Regions from separate parts of the Mus musculus genome. Here all the other regions are linked to region 1. Evidence: chromatin contacts called from public HiChIP or PLAC-seq data. All regions are on one chromosome and are shown on one strand. Each heading gives the region's core, a stretch centred on a gene start, on an enhancer-like site or on the middle of the called end of the contact. The rest is flanking DNA. Distances are from core to core; before and after follow the strand shown. Region 1 overlaps Tdp1 (tyrosyl-DNA phosphodiesterase 1). Region 2 overlaps Foxn3 (forkhead box N3). Region 3 overlaps Foxn3 (forkhead box N3).

Region 1 (4,223 bases), core at 1,159-3,658:
TGAGGCTTTTGTTTTCTACAAAACAAAGAGTTTTAGACTCAAGCTGCACATTCCTTCCTCCCACCTTTAAAAGAATAGTAATTTATGTGTATGGGTATTTGCCTGAATGTCAGTTTTGTGTTCCACATGCATGCAGTACCTTTGGAGGCCAGATGAGGGCATTTGGGTTTCCTGGAACTGGAATGAGAGGGCTGTGAGCCACCATGTAGGTGCAAGGTCCAACCTGGGTTCTCTGGAAGAGCAGCCAGTGCTCTTTGCTGCTACGCCATCTCTCCAGCGCCCCCCCCCCCACCTTTAAAAATATATTTGTCTGAGATAGAGTCTTACTAAGTTATCAGTCCTCTTGTCTCAACCTCATAAATAGCTAGGGTTAAAGGGGCACGCCGCCATGCCTGGGTCAGCCTGGGCTGTTGAGGCAATCATATGATAAACACAGGTATATGAGACAGCTGTTGTTCCACACAGCATATCGCTTTAGGTTTCTTTGTTTGTTTTTATTTGTTTAATGAGCAGTATACTCCAAGGGTAAAAGTATACTATAGTAAGTAAATATACCAGTAACGTGCTCAGTTGTTACTACTGTCAATAATTGTCTACACCTTATCATTGTATGTACTAGAAACTTTATATAGCTGACAGTGTACTGGGTTCATTTAGACCAGCATCACCATCAACTTTACCATGACTATAATAACTAGACAATAGAGACTTGGGGGCTCTAGTATATTATTATGGGTCACCATCATACATGATGTCTTTATGTATGCGAAATGCCATTGTGTGGTATATCACTGGATTTGAATAAGAACCCTTTAAAAACTACTTCCTTCTTCACGTTGTTAATGTGAAGAATACACAATAAAAGGGTATAGGCAGAGTGCCCACTAGCCCTCTTTCTGCGCCTTAGCCACTATACTCTCCAACTTGAAACCATTACCATTAGCCGCCAGGGTACTTAGTAGCTTCAAGCACGATGCCCTGTTCAAGCCTAGCACCCTCAGAATGTGATATTACCTGACCATATTATTTGAAGAAATAATATGAGACAAGATGCAAAGATCAGAGTCCTAACTGGGTGCCATTTACTAGCCTTGCTGTTTACATTTGGGGAAAACACATTTATAGCATGGGCGTTTTATCTGATTTAATAGAATGTTCTGAGGATAGTGATAGAAAAATTATGAGGATGTTGCCCGTTAAGCTATACAATGTATTTAATATTAGTTTGTTAGGCCTCTTTAGATTCATGAAATCAGGTCTAAAGTCTTTGTCTAGTTTGCATATATGGCACATTAACATACATTCAGTATGTGGCTTAAAGACTTGTCTGTGGGGACTAGCAGAGGACCAGAGCTCAAATCTCAGGACCTGACTCAGATGCTCACAATTGCTAGTAACTCCAGTTCTAGGGGATCCAACACTGTCTTCTTGCTTCCATGAATTTCTGCATATGCATAACATACACACAAGCATGTTTGGAAACACACACATACACTCATACACACACACACAAATCATTTTTAAAGACTTGTCTAAAACTACATTAAAAAAAAAAAAAAAAACCTCAGTTTGAGGCTAATTTGATAATCGATAAGAATTACCCAACTTCAAGACAAGTACTTTCTGCACGCCTTTAATCAGGAGGCAGAGGCAAGTAGATCTCTGAGTTCAGGTCCAGCCTGATCTACAGAACTAGTGCCAGGACATGCAGAGCTACACAGAGAAAACCTATATCAAACAAGCAAGCAATCAAACAAACAGAAGACAAGTGCTTTCGACCAAGTATCTGTATTTCAGAAACTTAAAAGCTGGCAGTCTAGTTTATAGCTAGTTTGACACTAGCTGGCTATTTTCTCTTTTGTCTGGCTGTTTGCTTCTATGGCAGGTTCTTTATGGTCTTAATAAGATTTTCTTTCCATCTGTTTTGATCCGACCATGAAATCATCCCTTGTGCGATGAGCATCCTGTTGTTAACGGAAATTACCAGTACATGACGACAAATACAGTCACCACATTTTCACTGCAGCATCAAGTAAGCAAGAGGCTGGGCTTTAGGAAGAAACCTTGACTAAGGAGATTGGGCCTTAGTGTAGCTGGCAAACCTGATGAGAACAATTATGGAAGCTATGCATTGTGGGAGGCAAGAAATAAGGTGGTTACTAACACTGGCTGGAGCACTGTTATGGTTGCCTAGCAACTGACAGGCCCTGTTTGATAGAGATTGAGCAGAAATGTTGGTGCTGCCACTCGGAGAAAACGAGACAAGTGCTTGACTACAAAATCGCTGTTGGCTTTTCGGAGACTCACAAAAGGCATCCTCCTTGCCTGCAGTGCTGTTCTGTTCTTCTCCTCCCTGCTGTCTGATACTTAGAGTGTGAGACACCGGGCTTTTGTCCCTTCCTTTGTCTGTGGTTTTGGGAGGAAATCAAATTGGATCACACAAAAGAACACTTGTAGATGCTATTGAGTAGACTTGGTTGCCTGGTGCTCCCAAGATAACCAGGATTCTTTGGTATGCCTCACATACTTTGTTACGAATAATGTTATCAGCCCTACAGTCTGCAAGTGATTCTCTTTGTACTTTAGAGATGATTCAGGGCCACAGACCACCTTCGCTTTCTTGCATTCTGGTACAAGCAGAGCAAAGACAGCATTTCTTTGTTTATGCCCGTGTGAGCCAGCCTCCAGAAACATTATCCCTGGTGAGAAAATGTTTGAGGCTGTCCCCTAGGGCCTGAAGGCCCTTTGTGTGCTGACACTCCTAGTCATGAGGTATACCGCTGGCTCGAGATGGAATGCTGTATGTAGTCCCCCACCAAGGACTGGCCTCCAGAGAAAGCCCGTATAGATTAGCTGTGCCTTATACAGCATATGTATACTATGTGCCAAATGATCCAGTGTGAAAGAGAGACCTGAAATTCAGGCCCAGATCATCCATCATAGATATTTTGTGCTTAAACCTTGATTATGGATGATAAATAAGACAGGTGTGGCCCTTACCCCCAGGAGCTTGGAGACTAGTCAGTGTCATCCCACTGACCTCTGCTCTGAGAACGGCACTGCTGGGCTGAAGCTTTGGGAAGAGCTCACAGACCCCTTGCCTGGTGAAGCGGCAGCTGCCCAGCCTCCCCCCTCCCTTCTGTTCCTGCTGCTACTGGGCGAGAGCTCAGTGATCTCCCTCCAGGCCCACTACCAGGTGTGCCCTGGCTTCCCACCCAGCTTGATTTTAGTTTCTGGCCCAACCAGACACAAGTCTGTAATCCCAGCTACTTAGGAGGGCTAAGGCAGGAAGATTACAGGTTCATAGCCAATCTGGGCTATGTAGTGAAACCCTGTCTCAAAATTAAAAAATGAAAAGAAGGGTGGGGATATAGTTCAGTGCCTTATATATGTGTGACCCTCGGTTTAACCTCCAGTACCACGCCCCCTCAAAGTTTTCCGCCGTAGCTGTAGCTTATGGCCTCTGCCGAGCAAGTGAGGCTGCCGTGCAGTCACTGGGCCTGCAGGGAAACAGCACATCAGAATAGTGAGTACGCAGAGCAGCGAAACCACGCCCTGCATATCCAGGAAGCAGAGCGGGAAGCAGAGAGACTAGAGCCTCAGAATCTCCTTCAAGGGCCTGCATCCAATTACCTAAAGACCTCAGACAAGGCCACCTCCCAAATCTTTAGCTCATGGACATTTGGGGCACACGTGGCCAAATCTTACTACTCATCACATCCTCTCCTGAAGCTGCATGCAGTGTTTCCCTGTGAGAGTGAGCTCTGTCTCCACTAACCCTCCTCCCTGCTGTCCGTCCATACCCCATGGACAAACCTAACTGCCATAGTATAAGCACACACTGAACACACACACACAGCACCTGATCAAGTGATCAGTAGTCACAGATCAGCCATCAATATCCCATCCCAAGGCCTATACAACCAGCATGCTACCCCTAGTAGTGTGCTCGCAAATGACAGAAGACATGAGTAAAAGACTGACCAATCATAGGACACTTAACAGTGTCGGACAAGAGAACCAGATGACAGGCTGGGGTGCCATTTGCTCTTGCATGATGTGGCTGACTTTGGTATGAACAGACTGGGTGTTTAGAAGCCAGGGAATTTCAAATACTCAAGAAATGTCAGCTGCCAGGATGTGACTAGAAAATAGGCACTGAATGAGCATGCAGAGGTGTTTTTAGGAGAGCTCTGAAGTTCTTGTCATCATACCCCAACAAA
Region 2 (4,223 bases), core at 1,270-3,769, 540 kb before region 1:
CCAGCCTGGTCTATAGAGTGAGTTCCAGGACAGCCAGAGCTATACAGAGAAACCCTGTCTCGAGAAAAAAAAAAAAAAAAAAAAAAAAAAAGAAAAAGAAAAGGAAGGGGGAAAAAAAACCTAAGCAAACAAAATCTCAAGAGCAACATGGTGTTCATCAGCACGTGACATGCTGCCACTGAATTCAGGCTGTGGGTCAACAGTGCCTCAGACACCGAAGACCCCAAGGCCCAACCGCACTGAACCACTTCCAACGCCTGCTTCTACAAAAAGATGGCCGGTTACTGCTAACCACTAACACCAGTCTCGGAGTCCTGCTCCGGACTCAGTCCTGGACTGGCTAAACCACGGAGCCACCTCTACAGGCCAAAGCTGTATTCAAAGCTGTCAGCCTTGTATATGGTAAGTACACTCTGTGCACTGTTTCCTTTCTAAACCTTCTGCTGACAATAAGATTTCTTTGTTAAAGTGGCAAGAAGGGAAATAAATAAAAAGCCGGGAAAGCAAAGCACACATACCTGCTCCATTAATCTATCTATAAAAATTAACTGCATTGTCTTACTTCTCATTTGCAAGTCCCCAGAGAAGTCAGTACATGCTAAATACAAATCCAGACACTTGTATCTAGGAGAAAAAAAAAAAAAGATCTTAGACTTTAAAAAAAAAAAAAAATGACCTTGATTGATCTCAGCAAAGAGCAGCCACTGATAACCTGGTAACATGAAAGACAGTTGTGAAGTTCACAGGACGGGGAGCAGCTGACCCCTGTGAACCAGGCTGGACCACAGCATCCCCAAGGCAAGCTGAGCAGGCTTAGGGATTCAGGAGCGCAGCCCCTCCCTCTACACTCAGTTCCCAGGGAAGGGGCCTGGAAGGCAGCAGAGGACCCCTGAGCTCACTTCCCTTCTGGGGGATGGAGACAAACTCAGGGACATCACAAGGAAGCAAGCAGGGTGTAAAGTACTCTGAAGACCCAAGTGCTGGGTGTCTTTAAAAAAGAGAAAGAGAGCCAGGTAGTGGCAGTGGTGCAAGCCTTTAATCCAGCACTCAAAGAGGCAGAGGCAGGAGGATCCCCAAGACCATGCCAACCTGGTCTACAAAGCTAGGACCAGTACTACCAAGGCTACACAGAGAAACCATAACTCAAAAGAAAAAAAAAAGTGCAATATACTCAAACAAGCAAAGCCTGTGAGAGACCCCACAACCCTGCATAAGCCATGTTGGGGGTCCTAATTGAAACATCTAACAATCTTGGATATTTGAATACTTGGCTCAGATGACATCTAAGCCTTTCTAATGTTGGGGGGGAGTCGGAGGCATGAGGTACAAACAGACACACTGGCATTGTAGCTGCATGGCAAATTATGGATTATTCTCCTACACTCTCAAGTATGTTGAAATAAAGTGACTCACGATCTGAATTTTCTTCCAAGTAGCAACAGTGACAGGGAAAAAAAAATGAATGAACGAAACCAGACAATTCCCTTTAAACCCTAGCTCTAGACATGGATCGTGGGGTGACAGGAGCCCAAATTCATATTATTCTATCTACTTTGGCTGGCTAAAAATGCCCATGATTAAACAAAAACAAATTTAACCTGTCTGTTGAAGCACTTTGAGAGATAAAACAGACTTAATTGAGAGAAAAAGATTCTTGATGAAATCTGAACACTTAGGAAAAAGAACAAAACCCATGCCTATAATACCAGCAAAGGAGGCGGAAGCAGGAGGGTCAGGAGTTCAAGGTCACCCAAAGATGAATATCAAGTTCAAGGCTTGCCTATTTGAGGCCCTCTCAAAACAAACTGACCAACAACAACAAAAAAACCCTGAAAGGCCCCTCCCTGGTTCCAGGACCAGCTAAGCACCTTGAAACACCAGACAACCAACTTTCCCAACCCACCTCAGAACCAAATCTCCAAGGTGGGGCCTGAGAGGTGGTACCAGTGTTAAATGCCTTGCTTGGGGTGACCGAGATGCAATCTCAAAGGTTCCTCCCTTCTCCAGGGGCCTAGCCAAACAGTAATCCAGCAGGGTCCCATGTTCCAAGCCGTCTGGGACAAGGATCCCACAGGATCCCACATCCTCTCTGCTAGGCCAAGCTTTTTTCAATTTCAAAAACATACCAAAAGAATTAAAACAAACAAAGAAGGTGGCGCAGCTAACTCGGTGGGTATAATGTGCCAGGCCTCCATTCTCTGTTATCTGAGGCAGTTCTCACCAACGTTTGGGTGTGTTCAAACATTCATGTTGAGGTTGAGCCTACTGCCAAAGCAGAACTCCCTGGGAAGAAAACAAGTGTACCTACAGAGCCCAAGGGACTCTCACTGGGCAATGGATCAGCGAGAATGCCTTCCCTTTTACGCAGCAAATCCAGGAGAAAACCCCCAGTAAACAGGCCAGGGCTAGGGCCCTGGCAGCACTCACTAAGCCTGACACTTGAACAGCCACCAGAGGCCTCCAGCTCACCCAAAGAAAAAGAAAGGGGGAGGGGGGCACAACTGTAGCTTTATTCACTGGGAACAAACTCGAAGTCACAAAACTGACTGGCATTTGATCAGAAACACGTCAATACAGGTCACTGCCTCAGCTAGGAAGCCAGAACTCAACAATTCAGAAAATTAACAATCTCAAGTCCTTCAAAACACTCCCTGTCAACAGGTATCAGTGTTTGCTGAGATTGACAACCAACACCCCTGGGGGGGAGGGGGATGTGACTCCAAGAATCCAGTGTAAGGCGGGGCGGGGCAGGGAGCCGGGTGGACCCTCCTGGTGAGCTCTGACAGGCACCATCCAGGGCTTGGTAGCAAGGCAGCAAGAGGAGTAGATAATCTCTAAGTCTCCCTGCAGGCTTGAAGCTGGTCCTGTTTAACAGTTCAGAGTTCGAACTAGCTACATTACTTGTGGGTGCTGTGGTTTCATGTCAAACGTGGAGACGCGGGCACGCTAGAACGTGCAGAAAGGATGACTGGAGCTAAAGGCCCTGTTAACTTTCCTCAGTGGCAAACAGCTCTGGGGTCCTGACTCGACCTCTGCTGGCTGTACTCTAAGCTTAGAATTCCTTCCTCACACTTGCTCTCTCTCTTGCCCCAAGAAGTGACCTATACAAAGGTGTTTAATGCCACAGCCTGGCTCTTTGAAAGAGGACAGTTTCTAAGTTTTCAGAAGGATCTCAAAGCAGGGAACAGAGTTGAAATCTAGAGAGTGGTCTCAGATGCTTAACCTGAGAAAATAGCTAAGACTGAGTACCAGGGATGTAAGAGGCACGCCCTGAGCCTCACAGATAAAACTAAGGACCTGGAAAAGAAGAAGGCTCCTGCATATCCAGGAACCCCCCTCCTGACATCATCAGCATCAGTGAGCAATGGCTCAGAGGTTAAGAGCACTCATGGTTCCTCCAGCAAAACCAAGGTCAGTTCCCAACACCCACAGTGGGTAGCTCTCGATCACCTGTAAATCCAGCTCCCTCCCTCACACATGTGTGCTCGGGCTCGCTCTCACGCGCTCTCTCTCTCTCTCTCTCTCTCTCTCTCTCTCTCACACACACACACACATACACACACACACACACACACACACACACACACACTTAAACAATTTAAAAAAAAAAACAAAAAACCCTTCTGGTGGGAACCTTAACCCACGCAGTACTTCACCCTGGCGGTTTCCCAGTTTCACGGTGCCAGGCACTCACATAGACACCAGATTTCATAAAAGCTGAGGGCACCTGGAGTCTCTGATGGGTCTCGGAGTAATTAAGTATGTTCAAGTATCTTTCAACAGAGCAGTATCTCCCGTGAATTCCAGAAGCCTGAGAAGCCACCCCCTCCCAATATTCAGAAAGCAGCTATCCTTTTCCTCCAGTTCTTTATGGCAATTCTCCTTATCTAAAGGTCCCTCCGTTGATACACTAGGTATTGCCACATAGAGCTTTGAATTGTAAAACCCAACTGCCCCAACCACGTGGAAGATGTGGAGATGTCCTTCACTGGAAGGCGCTTGGTCAGAGAGTCCTCGATGGCCATAAATATGAGGCAGCTAAAGGAGTCGGGGGGCTTGCAGTTGGGGTTCTGCCTGGCATCATAGGGCATGTCCGAGACATGAATGAAGACAGTGGATTTGGCAAAGCTTAATTGTGTGATTACATTAAATCAGAAAGTATAACCAATACACTTAAAAACAAGGAAGATTTCCAGCACTTGGGAGGCAGAGGCAGGCGGATT
Region 3 (4,223 bases), core at 928-3,427, 520 kb before region 1:
TCTCTGTCTGTCTGTCTGTCTGTGTGTGTGTGTGTGTGTGTGAGACTGTCTCTCTCTGTCTCTGTCTCTCTCTCTGTCTGTCTGTCTCTCTCTCTCACACACACACACACACACAGAGAGAATCAACCAGGGCACGAGAGAAGGATCAGTGGAGCTTAATGTTCTCACAGATGATCAGAGTTCAGTCCCCAGCACAGGATGGTTCACAACTGTCTGTCCCTCTAGTTCCAGACAATCCTATGCCCACTTCTGGCCTCTATGGACACCTATACGCCCATTGTGCAAATATGTATGCTCAAATATCCACATATACAGCCTGGCAATGCTGGGGCACTCCTTTAAACCCAGCACTCAGGAGGCAGAGGCAGGCGGATCTCTGTGAGTTTGAGGTCGGCCTGGTCTACAGAGATAATTCCAGGACAGAGAGAGATCAAGAAACTGAGGCCTTATCTCAGAAAAAAAACCATAAACCAAAAAGTCCACAAACGAAATAATCCCATACATATACATTAAATATATTAATCTTTAAAGTAAATAAATAAACCAGATACCAAATGTCAAATAGACTGCAATTGCTTTGACAGACATGGATAATTTGTGGCACAGTGGCCTCAGAAATTTCAATCACTTCATTTGCAAACAGTATAGTCTACTATATCCATCTCTCCATCCTCCTATCTCCCAATTCTACCAAGACATGCAGTCAGGTCGACCCTCCCTCTTCAGGTGTTGTATTAGCTACGTTTGTGTGCCAATTTGACACAAGCTAAAGTTAACAGAGAGGAAGTATCCTCAATTGAGAAAATGCCTCCATATGATCCGCCACCTGCAAGTCATTTTACCAATTAGTGACTAATGGGGGAGGCCCAGCCCATTGTGGGTGGTGCCATTCCTGGGCTGGTGGTCCTAGATTCTATGAAAGGTGGACTGAGCAAGCCAGGGGAAGCAAGCCAGAGAGCAGCCCTCCTCCATGGCCTCTGCATCAGCTCCTGCCTCCAGGTTCCAGCCCTGCTCGAGTTCCTGCCCTGACTTCTTCCAATGATAGATTGTGAACTGGAAGTGTAAGCCATATAAACCCTGTCCTTCCCAACTTGTTTTTGGGCCATGATGTTTTACTGCAGCAGTAGAAACCCTGAGTAGACAGGCATTCGTGGGCGCCTTTGCTATTCTCTCTGATGAGCACAGCGTTTCAGTGGCCATCACCTGATGTTGACTTCTGGCCTACACACACACACACACACAGAGAGAGAGAGAGAGAGAGAGAGAGAGAGAGAGAGAGAGAGAAGGAGAGGGAGAGGGAGAGGGAGAGGGAGAGGGAGAGGGAGAGGGAGAGGGAGAGGGAGAGGGAGAGGGAGAGGGAGAGGGAGAGGGAGAGGGAGAGGGAGAGGGAGAGGGAGAGGGAGAGGGAGAGGGAGAGGGAGAGGGAGAGCAAGCGCCCATCCATTTCACTGGCAGATACCACCAAAACGTTTGTTTTGTTTTGTTTTGTTTTAAACTTCCTCCAAAATGTCTCTTTGAGCCTTCAAGTATATAAGACTGAAAAGTGAGTGTTCCTGGCCCAGCCACAGGGCAAGAAAAGCAAGGTCTCAATGAAACACAAAAGCCAGCACAGACCTGAAGGGGAACAGGCGGCCCCCACAACAAGGCAGCCAACTGCCAAGCTGTCATTTTGCTCGGCGGCTGAACAGAAGGCCCGAGTAATGACAACCACAAAACTCATTTAAAGTCTGAAAAGGTGACTAATGAGCTCATTCATGCTGGCTATAAATTATTCACTCCAACACTGATCCCACACTAGACAAACAGTAAAGTAAACTTTAAACACAGACCCGGCCGGCCTTCCGACTCGAGGCAAGTTATGTCTGTAAGACTTCTCACAATGACAGAGATACTTGTCCCCGTTGCCTATTGTCACATTAGTCTTCTGTTTACTTTTTTTTTTAACTGCCTTTAATCAAGTTAAGCAGACACAGCTGTTACACATTTATTTCTCTGCTGTTTTTTTTTTCATTAGTTATTACGAGCAATCATGAAAGCCCTAAAAATAACAGCAAATTATATTCTCTCGAAATTGAAGGCTGACCTTAAAAATGAAGCCCAGGTCTTCAGAAAGAATATTCATACCCACACATGCTGGCTAAGTGACAGCCCCACACACGGGCAAAACATGAGTGCCTGCCCAACTCTCCAACTCTCTGAGAGCTCTGCAATTTGCTTCTACATTTCCTTTGGTTCTGGGGGGAACCGGTTGCCTCAAAACCAGCGGATACAACAGACCCTGTTTCTGGCGGTCACGTTTGGGTTAAGATTTTCACGAAGACATTATCATCTTAAGCAAATAGAAGAAATGTCTGCCGGCTTTTTCCAGCACTGATAAATAGCAGGTTCCTTGAAAACGCACCCTGGTGCTGCAGATTGCTTTCAGTTTCCTGTTTAACATTAAATAAAGAATTGTCACTCTTCTGTTTTTGCAAACCGAACTGCTTGCTGCTAGTGTGGCTGCTAAAAGCGTGGCGATCACAGCTTACGTGGTCCCCTCTTTCTTTTTTGCTCACCGGCTATCATTTTTTAAGACACTGTAAAGGTTTCAAATCTGTTTGACGGATTTAGTTTTAAGTCCCCAAACAAGTACTTAACATTACAACATGGTTAGATCGCTGAACATTATGTATTTTTAAACTGCTTCGGATCCTTGGAAAATAAGTCACAGAAAAGACTCATATCCAAATAACAGCAGATGGGGGCCCTAACTAATCAAAAGTGAAAGTGGAAAGTTAGACACTGCAGAGTGCTGGCTCGCTGCAGGGATGCTGGGGCTCACTGCAGGGATGGCTGGGATGAAGCAGCAGTCGGGAGACTCCACTTTACTCTGCCCCCCCCCATACCCCCTCTTCTAAGGAAAATCTTCCACATTTTCAGTTTCTTGCATGATCTAAATGAAAGCTTTGTCCACCGCTTCTGTTGCCTAAGACACAAAACATATTTTTTTAGTGTAGAAAAAATACATTTAAAAAAAAAATGTAGAATGGGGGAGTCCTGCAATATTGATAGCAAAGGTCACTGCGTCCTACCCACAGCCCTCTGGGGGCTTTCCTGTGTCCCTCAGGCTTTCAGTCACATTCACATCTCCAGATCAAACAAACTTAAAGGCCTCTCCACCAGAGTCCTGGAAGTTGCTTTTGGATTTCTCTTCTTTTGTTTTTGGTCAATTTTACTTCTTGGAAAAGTTTTGTTGTTGTTGTTGTTTTACTTTAGTTTAGGTTTTTTTGAGGTGGGATATCACTATGTCTCACTACGTAGACCAGGCTGGCCTTGAAACTCACAGAGCTCCAGCTGCCTCTGCTTCTCCAGCATTGGGACTGAATGCGTGCACCGACCTGCTCAGCTTGCGGAACACTTATAAATTCGTACTGAAACTGGCCAGAAGCTTTGTCCCCACGTGTGCACTAAACTATGATTTCTGTTGCTTTAACATTTTGCATTCTCATAGATAAGTGGTTTTGTCTCATGACATTTATCAATTCAGGCGTCTGCGTGTGGCTGTGGATGAGGACACGGTGGAGGTGAGAGGACAGCGTGCACACGTCGGTTGTTTCTCTTCTTCCACCACATGGGCCCCGGGAACCAAACTCAGCTCGCAGCAACCGGGAGCAAGCATCTTTAGGGCAGATGAGCCGTCTTGTTGGCCCACGGTGTAAGGTTTTGAAAAATCTAACATCACAATGCAAACATCCAGATCAAGCAAATAAATATAAAACTCTGGAACAGTCCTGCTGTAGGATCAGGTGCTCCACAGTTCTATGCGGAAGGGTGTGGACAAAACACTGCTTTCCGTCCCTCCTGGCAGCGTGTCTGACAGGCACAGTACACCTCTCTCATTATTGGTGAGAAACCTGGCATGTCCATAGACAGTCTAAACACCACCCTGCTCCTACTTTCCCTGGGGTGGACCACAAGTGATGTCAATTTTGCCTGAAGACATTCAGGGCTTCAGAACAACAGCAGTCAAGACAATGAAGAGCAAGCCTTCAAGGATGCCATCCAAAGGCTCACAGAGCACACACAGCACAGATCTCTTACTAGACAGCTCTCTGGGGGGCCCTGAAGGCCAGGCACCGTGCCAGTAGTTATGCCTGCATTATTTATTTCTCTTTTTACTACTTCTCTTTCCCGAGGAAGGTACTGCCATCCTCCTGGACAGAGGACACCAGGGCTGAACAAGT

What was found. HiChIP or PLAC-seq counts read pairs in DNA pulled down with a chosen protein or histone mark.
Region 2: an H3K27ac HiChIP or PLAC-seq map of extraembryonic endoderm stem cells shows a contact between it and region 1, with 5 times the contacts expected there. The contact joins two enhancer-like sites. A contact is called at or near these places in 7 of 115 datasets of contacts at active chromatin or transcription factors (bone marrow-derived macrophages, double positive thymocytes, embryonic basal ganglia and 4 more) and 1 of 9 other capture datasets (adipose tissue).
Region 3: an H3K4me3 HiChIP or PLAC-seq map of embryonic basal ganglia shows a contact between it and region 1, with 3 times the contacts expected there. The contact joins two enhancer-like sites. A contact is called at or near these places in 7 of 115 datasets of contacts at active chromatin or transcription factors (bone marrow-derived macrophages, double positive thymocytes, embryonic basal ganglia and 4 more).

What each region holds. Positions count from the first base shown.
Region 1 is chr12:99,921,098-99,925,320 of GRCm38.p6, forward strand. All of the region lies in intron 13 of Tdp1 (tyrosyl-DNA phosphodiesterase 1), which reads left to right. Among named protein-coding and RNA genes, the nearest start is that of Tdp1, 39 kb to the left of the region's middle. Within about 2 kb of position 2,409, at least 60 of the 459 cell types and tissues checked have an H3K27ac peak or open chromatin away from gene starts, as enhancers often do. A contact at or near this core is called in embryonic basal ganglia, embryonic forebrain and extraembryonic endoderm stem cells, where this site is marked.
Region 2 is chr12:99,383,867-99,388,089 of GRCm38.p6, forward strand. All of the region lies in intron 2 of Foxn3 (forkhead box N3), which reads right to left. Among named protein-coding and RNA genes, the nearest start is that of Gm51999, 6.2 kb to the right of the region's middle. Within about 2 kb of position 2,520, at least 52 of the 459 cell types and tissues checked have an H3K27ac peak or open chromatin away from gene starts, as enhancers often do. A contact at or near this core is called in extraembryonic endoderm stem cells, where this site is marked.
Region 3 is chr12:99,404,739-99,408,961 of GRCm38.p6, forward strand. The region is part of intron 1 of Foxn3 (forkhead box N3); the gene reads right to left. Among named protein-coding and RNA genes, the nearest start is that of Gm51999, 15 kb to the left of the region's middle. Within about 2 kb of position 2,178, at least 152 of the 459 cell types and tissues checked have an H3K27ac peak or open chromatin away from gene starts, as enhancers often do. A contact at or near this core is called in embryonic basal ganglia and embryonic forebrain, where this site is marked.